Linked DNA regions of Lactuca sativa: region 2 is linked to region 1. The links are chromatin contacts, called in public Hi-C maps. All regions are on one chromosome and are shown on one strand. Each heading gives the region's core, a stretch centred on a gene start, on an enhancer-like site or on the middle of the called end of the contact. The rest is flanking DNA. Distances are from core to core; before and after follow the strand shown. Region 1 holds the start of LOC111920620 (UPF0664 stress-induced protein C29B12.11c). Region 2 holds the start of LOC111920619 (protein LURP-one-related 7).

Region 1 (4,515 bases), core at 512-3,011:
GTGATTCTGAGTTCGGCTGCTGTAGAAAGATTCTTGTCGGATCATTCGGATCAACATATCTGCTCAAAACAAAACGCATATTACTTACATACATGTTATATGTATCATGCATTCTGTGCATAATATATACTTACTATCCATCAGGCACATCAAATGTTTTGATGTGCCCGACACCTGACACATAAATATGTGTCAGGCACAATGTATTTGACATTGTGCCTCATACATAAAATATGTATGAGGATCAGACACATTTAGGCTAAATGTGTCTGTGTCTAATATAGAATGGTACTTACGCGTGTCTCATCATTTCGTCAACAGGAGTTTGAGCGGCTCTTAAAGGATCAGGGGCACGGGGCTCAGTTGGGCCACCAAATTGTTGATTATATTGTCGCACGGATTTTATCAAGTTGAAAAATAAAGGCACAAATGTCCCACAACCTCCTTCCTTGAATAAAATCTTGAAAGTGTGAGTGGAGTACAATGCACGATGTTGATCATCTGGGACTACCTACAATTCAACATAATTATTATTACATTAAATAATCAATCGGATTTGATTACGTATAATGACATGTCATCATCCACTTACAGGCTCCACAAGTCCCGATATATTGTTGCAGTGGAAAATCGGTTGGTTGAATTTTTCTCCATGTACATAAAGCTGCACCAAAAACAAAGTCAAATTGACTTAAACTGTGACTCAGACTGTGACTGTGACTGACTGTTATATATAAGTTTATAAGAGTAAAATTTAAAGGAAAAATGTGACTATGTGAGTTTACTCACCAGAGGCATATCAAAAGCAATAAAATTGTTTGTAGGTTTATCAGCAACAAACACCATCCGGACATTTGACAAATAGATTTTCCCCTTTGCTTTCCCCATTCCACCAGGTGCCCTGAAGATACATAGTATAAAACAACACTTAGCTTAACCATTGAGGGCATTCATGTCTTTTGTAACCTTGTCACATCCACAAAAAGTTACAAATTTTGTCCATCAGTCGCTGTTCCATTGATACAACTTCCAATTTCATGTAGATTGTTGCTTGTGTTAACTCTCACGATTTGATCAAATCCAATTTCATATAAATTCGTGCTTGTTATGTTTCAACACATCAATAGCAAATATGTGAATTCATGTATGAATTTACACTGTGCTTTTGTGATAATCGTGTAGAGGAAACCAAATAAACCGATTAAAAGGAAGCGAATTGAAGATTCAAGCAACTAGTCATAATAAAGTACGATAATCGGTTGCCATCATCAAGCAATTACGAAGTATTCAAAGTTTACCATAAAGATTAAAATGATCATCTACATCATCATCAACGAAACACAAGAACACAACAAATCTAAAACCTAAAACTAACATGATAAACCCTAAATCGAAACTGATGCAGGCGATTGTGGGGATTTAGAAAAAGAAAAATAATCAAATTGATAAAGGATTGAAAAGATGCTTACCCGGGGATCTTGTCGACCTCAAATTCGACGCCGTCTCTAATTAAGACGAACATCTCGTTGACGAACGCTACGGGCATCCCGTTACCATACAGATTAGGATTAAGCGCCATCGATCTCCTTCTTCGTGGAGTTTAGGTAGAGAAACGATTGAATTTTTAGAGAAATTTTCAAAAGTGTGATCAGATATCGCAACAAGAGTGTTGTTCGTGTATTATTTGTTGTTTTCCCCTCGCGTACGAGTAATCTACGACTTTCCAGACGTTACCACATGCCGTTGGAGTAAACGGTAGAAGGGACTCCATTACTCCATTTTGTATCTCGGTTAATTTCCACCATCACTCGTTTAAAACAAAATATAAAAAAAAATTAAAAAAAATGACAAACTCTACCATTTTTATGACGTAAAATTCAGTTTCGAAACACTAACAATATTTTAGATTTAAATCCTAATTATTTAAATGAAATTTTATATCAACCACTAAGTTGTCATTGTCATTACGGGGCAAATATATTTTTTGGTTATTTTTAGAACTATCACATATCTTCTAAATCTTACTCCTAAACTTAAATATTTGTTTGCTAAAAGGATTTGAACTCTCAAACCTCATGGATGAACACGTTTTTAAACACCATATATCATTAGGTTTTGAGAGTGTGCTTATATAGTCAAAATACAACAAGTAAATGCGTTTGTACATTTACAGGAACATTTATAAGAGTCGAATACAATAAATGCAGTAAAATATAATTTATAAACATTCCAGTTCGATGAATATCATGATCATTTTTCGTTTGTTCATGTTGAACTGGGTTGTTGGTCAAATACGATATTGACATTTTCACAATAGACAATAGTGGCTTTAGTAGTTGCTGAAGCTCATGAAGTAAGTTGTTGATACAATATGTTTCTACTACAACAATAAGGACTCCTTGATACTCCGTTTCAACACTGGAGCATGTCCATACCCTGTCGTTTTGAGGACCAAGAAAAGAGGTTGTGCTAAAAAAATACATAGTATACAAATGTAGATCACCTAGTATAAGGGTAACCAACCTAATTAACATCAAAATAAGTTCTCAAACTGTGAGGGGAAGTATCATAATTAGCATCAATATAAGTTCTCAGACTGTGAGGGGAAGTATCATAAAGATGCAAATTGTCGGCTACTTAGACATGGATGCATCAAAGAATATGTTTGAGTGTTATATAGTGAAGCTCGTGAGGTCACACATTGGTAGGCATATCTTTTGAACTACTTAGGTGATGTTGGGCCCATTAAATGTAAGGTACTGAAGACCTCTAACAAGGCTCTGGTGGGTTTGCGACAGGTGTGTATAAGGGACCCAGTTTCGCTGAAGTGTCATCAAATTGCAAGCTAGTTTGTAGTTTAGCATGTTGGCCCACTATATAATTTCCAAAGCTTATTTTTGTTGAGTTAGAAACATGTTGGTCTGATCCCGAGTAACTACAATGCCAAAAAAAAAGATCCTCGAGATTTGTCATATGGAACTTGGTGCTCCAAATAACCGTGATGTGTTATAAGAGATTTATCGAGGATGCAATTAGAGTAATGTTATCCACATAAAAGATAAGATAATCGATGTGATGCGATGCTCTGGTGATAGATGGGTAACGAGGAGTCACACATGATCTTAGTGAAACCAAGATCACATATACATTAGGCAAACCCCTGAAACTAAAACCCTAAGGATATCATAATCAATACACAACATATGTTACAACGACAAATACCTAACGGTCCTGAACACTATTGTAAGTTGTATCTTAATCATTTTGCATCCTAATAAAGTTCCAACAGCTTTAGCCCTGTCACGTGTGATACATATAATTTGAGTGAGTCAGAGTGGGAAACCTGGTGAGACGCATAAGGTTTTCAATCTCACAATATTATGATGATAATAATCCATAGTTATAAAACCTGCAAAACCAACTATTACCAAACAATATAGATATATCCCACAACTTAGATATTTATAAAACATTACACACATATATACTCGTCCCAACCGATTCTCACAATTACTAGTCCACGATTATCAGAAAGAATCAACTCAACCGATGAATCGTTTAGAGCATTGGTTTGACTACACAACCAGAGGATTCATTGGTCGATGTAAGTCATAAAGGCACTCAAGCCATCAAATTATTTGAGGAATATGGTATCCTATTTCATCTACATCTGTATTTCATAAGTCCACACTAGTAACATAATTCACAAGATTGTCTAGAATGATCAAGTGTTATCATATTACTCTGGTAGATGACCAGACATACCATTTCAGTTGCCTGATCAGACCCACAATATCTAGCTGTCCAAAGAAATACACGATTATACTTCGATACATAATCCAAACATCGACACCTGATAGTGTCACATAACAGAGCTCTAATATCCGTTCCTATCACACGTCCTTAATATGACGCTACCCAATATACAAACTTAATTGAACTAAGCATCCTCTTTAGTTCTTACTTTATAACTAGACAAGATTACAATATTTGTAATCAACCTCCAACACCAATTTATGCCTATGTAATATCTTTACATGTTATAACTAAACACTCATTCAATTTAACTCGAACTAAGCATCACTTATAAGTCCAATTTCAATACCAACTCTGTTTAGACAAACTATCATAATTCAGTGTATATATTTAACACAGAGTATTAAGTATTTAATATATATTAATCTTTTTAAGTAATAATAATTTTATTAAGATTGTTATGTCATATATCATATATAAACTTAACACATATATAATCATATCTGGTTTGCACAATGTATGTTATTAAATATACATTTAAAACATATTCTATATAATAAGCATTTAATTGATATCTAGACTTTCAACAAATAGTTAATGCTTTTAATAAATACTTGTATTAAATTATGTTTATAAAAGCAACTATGTACTCACCTGATTGAGGTGGAATACTCGTGGGAAACTCAGTTCCTTAGCTAACACTTCAGTTTCTCTTTTAAATCACCTAAATATGAATAGTGATTTCTAAGTCGCCTTCCA
Region 2 (4,794 bases), core at 708-3,207, 180 kb before region 1:
TGGAATATGGAAAAGCAATTTTGACAAGGAGTTTGAGGGTGTAGAAGAATGCCCAATATGTTACAGTGTGATTCATACAGCAAATCATAGTCTTCCTCGACTTGCTTGTAGGACATGCAAGCATAAGTTCCATTCTGCTTGTTTGTACAAGTGGTTCTCCACTTCTCACAAATCTAATTGCCCATTGTGTCAATCTCCATTTTGATCATTATATTAATTTTCATTAGTTTTTATAAGTTATACGAGAGTTTTGTTTTTTAGAAAGCTTACTTTTGTAATTAGGGTTTTGGACTTCTTGTTTGTTTCACATTTTTGAATTTGAATTTGAGTTGTTGAAATGATTCTCATTATGGTGTTTTTGGTTCCATCATCTAAATTTTTTACCATTTCTATTCGATGGATAAAATACCCTTGATATATAATAAATAATTTTACTCAATTGACATATATACAAGAATGTGTAATTTATGCATTTATATTTAAATCCATAATTTTCTACCATAGAAAAATATTACAATCAAAGCTACAATAAAATCATTATCCGCATATCCTGGAAATATTGTTACTCGGAATCTATTTCTTGGCACCACTACATTTTGGATCCCAAGCTTGTACATAAGACTAGTCTGCATAAAAAAAAAAAAACAATTTTCATTTATAACATTTTTCTAGTATATATATATAATTTTTAAAGTGCAATTATGTGAAAGGACGAAATGAAAGTAAAATGCTCTAATAAACAAATACTATATGAAAGTATGTTGCGATTTATTACATGTCTTAGACATAGTTCTCAAGAATTTGTTTATTATTATAGCATTTCTACTTTCATTTCTTCCTGTTACAACATTTTAGTTTGAAAAATTTACTCAATTATAGTGAAGTCATATACAAGACAACTTTTACTGCTATAAGTCTGGTAGATTTTTCAAATTCTTCAAAGTACTCATGACTTGGCAATATATTTGAAACATTTTCTTTAAATAATAAGCAAGTGTGAATGAAATTGTTAAATGAAAGTAGTAATTACTCATAAACCATGTCCAATTCTGAAACCTAATACTAATATATTGTGTGAAAAGTACCTGTGCTACTATGGAGTCGCCCTTATAAATGGTGCAGGATCTATGAAAGGGTGAACCTCTCATCTTGAAATCAGACTTGTAAGGGTTTCCATTACTAACAAACACTTGAAACTCTAGTTTCGTAAGCTTATTCCTTGTTCTCTCCACTCTAAACATCAAATCCTTCTCTTCAATACCATCCTTCCTAAAACCCTGCCATGTCGATTTCTGCAAAACAAAAAATTAGGGATTGAGATTGAAGACTATTTTGAGTCAATTACTCAATTATTAGTTTCTTGATCCAGACCCAAATCTTCGTTACTCAATTTGCTAACCACCAGGATAAGAATCGAAGATCACTTGATTTAAAATAATTTAATCTCATAAAAAATCAAGGGAATTGGATGAATTGATCCAATTTAGCTTTATTGGAAAGTGCAGAATGATTCTACACTAAGCAAAGGAGACACGAAAACCGACAATCAATCAAACGACGATATCAATGATTCAGATTTAGAATCCGGAGAGAGAAGAGAGCTAACCTGGTTACGAGCAATTGAAATGAGGGGATTTCCAGAAGAATCAGCAAGTAGGCGTTTAAGAAACGGGGTAGGAGTGTTCGATGGAGGAGGAGGATCAACGGAGAAGACTAAATTTGCAGAAGAATCGGTGAATCTGAGATTGGCAGCGTTGGAGGTAGTGATTGTATTGTGTGGCTTCTTCTTCTTGGAGACGAATAGATCTGTTGGGATGCCATCTGAGTTGGGTTGATAGGATCCTTGAGCATGATCCATTGGTAAGTGAGATTTGATTTTCGTTTTTCTGTAGTTTGATTGCTTGAATGCTACTCCATTTGTCATGAACTCATATGATGTATGAACATCTCTAATTATATACACGTATGTATATGAATTTTTCTAAATGTATAATAGTTATATATATATATATATATATATATATATATATATATATATATATATATATATATATATATATATATATATATATATAATAATTTATGCATTATAAAATTATACATACAATATTTTAAAATGTAAAGTATTATGTATAAAGGAAATTATTATACACGAGTGAGCCGAAAATATGTTTAATGATCTTATAAACCTTAGAAAAATGATTTTCGAAGGTAATTGAGTTTCAAATTTGTTTAAAAAAGCGAAATTGACTTATTTAGGTAATTAACTTTTCGGTTTGTTTACATCTGGATAATTTTTTTTTGTACACGTTTAGATAACGAACTTTTTAGAAGTGTTCACATATAACCATTATGATCGGCTGTAACAAGTTACATTTAGTCATAATGATCATATGTGAACACTTCCAAAAAGTTCGTTACCTAGATGTGTACAAAAAAATAAATTATCCAAATGTGAACAAACCAAAAAGTTAATTACTTTAATAAATCAATTTCTTTTCTTTTTTATTTTATCTTTTAATTTTGATTTTGTATAAAATTTAACCTAAATGGTAAAATATTTTAAAATCACATCATTTTGGTAAATATCTTTTTAAAATACACTACTTTGGTAAAAAAAAAAAAACTTTAGATTTGACATGGAAAAAAACACATGGTCATTTTACAGAATTTTATTGTGTAAGATATTAAATATAAAAATTTAAATTTACTAGAGACTAAAAGTATTAAAAATTAAGACCAATAATATAAAAAAAACACACAGTTTGATGAATTAAAGCTTCAAATATTGTATATAGAGTTTCAGGCTTTGATTTGCAATTTAACTTATGGTTTTCAATTTATATAGTTCTTTATTTTTTCTTTCTGGTATCAATTTTCTTTTCCTGCAAGGATTGTGATGCATTGGATTGTGGTGGTGAAAAATTCGATGAAGAGATAATGGGTTGTGGTGTTGATTCATTGGAGTTGAATGACCGAAAAAAGAAGGGACGATGAAAACGTCGATGTCATTAAAAGGTAGAAAGAAGTTGAGGAGGATGAAAGATGGGATGTTGACCGATAAGATTTAGATTAAAATTTTCAAATGTTGTTTTAGGTTTAGAGTGAGATACAGGTGTGTGGAGTCCACTAATTTTTTTTAAATATATATAAAAAATAAATACATAAATAAGAAATTGAATTAAAAAAAATAAAAATAAGGGCACAATAGTCTTTTTAGATAAAACATGGACCAAACGCACAACAAAAATAAACAGTATGGACCATCTGAGTTACAAAAAGACAAAACTGCAAATTTGGTCCTTGTGGTTTGCAAAAATCTTTGGATGGGGTCCAAAAAGTTTTCAGCTTGCACAGAAGGTCCAAAATCAAGGTTTTTCTAGGTTTTTGGTCCAAAAAATTTAAAATCACCTATTTACCCTTTAATTTCACTTTTGTATTTTCTTTTCTTATTTATTTTAATACTTAATGAAATAAAAATAAAAAACAAAGGGGATAGACCTCCACTCCACCCCTACCGACACCCCTATCTCTTTCTCTCTCTCTCTCTCTCTCTCTCTCTCTCTCTCTCTTATCTGATAATAAAAAAAGAAAAAGAAAGAAGCAGCAGCAAACAACCAAAGTTGTTGTTTCAACCCATAGCAGACCGCCATGGCATCCCCCCTCTTCCTGTGAATAACGATCGATCCACCCCGATTGTTTCCTTCCATTCGTTCTTCCCTTATTTCAATCATGCCCCTTTCATTCCAAATCAAATAAAGACGGGAACAAGAGATGATTTCTCCCTCTTTGCAATTGACCAACATCTTCAACTTCTCCCTTCGTTTTCTTCTTGATTTCTGTCACGCTTCTCTGGAGATGGAGCAGCATCCAGCGAGACAATGAGGCTCAAAAACCCTTTACCATTCATCAGGTTGTTACAAAACGAAAAAAGAAGAATAAGAATAAAAAGAAAACATGTGATCAGACCACACTCCTTTTTCCGTCGACTAAATCAGCCAAGCACCCACTATTTTCATCGATCAACCCTCCACCCAAACCTTTCCTATCTTGTCAAACAGTTGTTGCTTCCACCCTTTCCTTTCCCCGTCATGTGCTTCTGGACAATAGAAAGAAGAGTCAACAGAGCTAGCATCGCAAGCCATCCACCACCACTCGCTGCCACCACATGCTGCTGTTATTGTTATTCCGACCATTATCAATTCTTTCTTCTCCATTGTCGGTGCCACCTTCGACCAGCACCACCGAGAGAACCACTGGAGGTCTTGACGAAAAATCAGCAGCCACCAAATCCAAATCGTGTTTGCCTCCATGAGAAGCCCTAATCCACCTAAGTTTGAGCCATTAAAGACATCTAGCCCCTCCATTTGCACACACACACACACACACACACACACAGAGAGAGAGAGAGAACGAGAGAGAGAGAGATAAGGTGAGCCAACTTAATTCCTTTTTTGCATTAATATTTATAAAATAAAAATATAAAAAATACAAAAAAGAATTTTAAAGGGCAAAATAGTCAATTCAAGGGCTCCATGGACCAAAAATACAAAAAGTTGTTAAGTTTAGGACCAAAAACCCAGAAAAACCTTAATTTTGGACCTTCTATGCAAGCCGAAAACTTTTTGGACCCCATCCAAAATTTTTTGCAAACCACAAGGACCAAATTTGCAGTTTTGTCTTACAAAAATAAGTTAAAGACCAAATACACAAATTTCCAAAACCATAAGAACCATTCGTGTATTACTTTTATTTTTGACAAAACTGCACAAATGGTCCCCGTGGTTTGCTGAA

What was found. A called contact is a pair of places that touch in the nucleus more often than the background predicts.
Region 2: a Hi-C map of leaf shows a contact between it and region 1, with 8 times the contacts expected there. The contact joins the promoter of LOC111920619 here to the promoter of LOC111920620 in region 1. A contact is called at or near these places in 4 of 4 Hi-C or Micro-C datasets (bud, leaf and seed).

What each region holds. Positions count from the first base shown.
Region 1 is chr8:175,419,271-175,423,785 of Lsat_Salinas_v11, reverse strand. LOC111920620 (UPF0664 stress-induced protein C29B12.11c) reads right to left here and starts at 1,761. Exons shown (of 5, transcript XM_023916196.2): 1 at 1,470-1,761; 2 at 790-901; 3 at 593-664; 4 at 297-511; 5 at 1-59. The coding sequence starts at 1,579.
Region 2 is chr8:175,601,923-175,606,716 of Lsat_Salinas_v11, reverse strand. LOC111920619 (protein LURP-one-related 7) reads right to left here and starts at 1,957. Exons shown (of 3, transcript XM_023916194.2): 1 at 1,607-1,957; 2 at 1,086-1,292; 3 at 412-626. The coding sequence starts at 1,924. The coding sequence ends at 480. LOC111920618 (E3 ubiquitin-protein ligase listerin) reads left to right here. Exons shown (of 16, transcript XM_023916192.3): 16 at 1-370. The coding sequence ends at 205.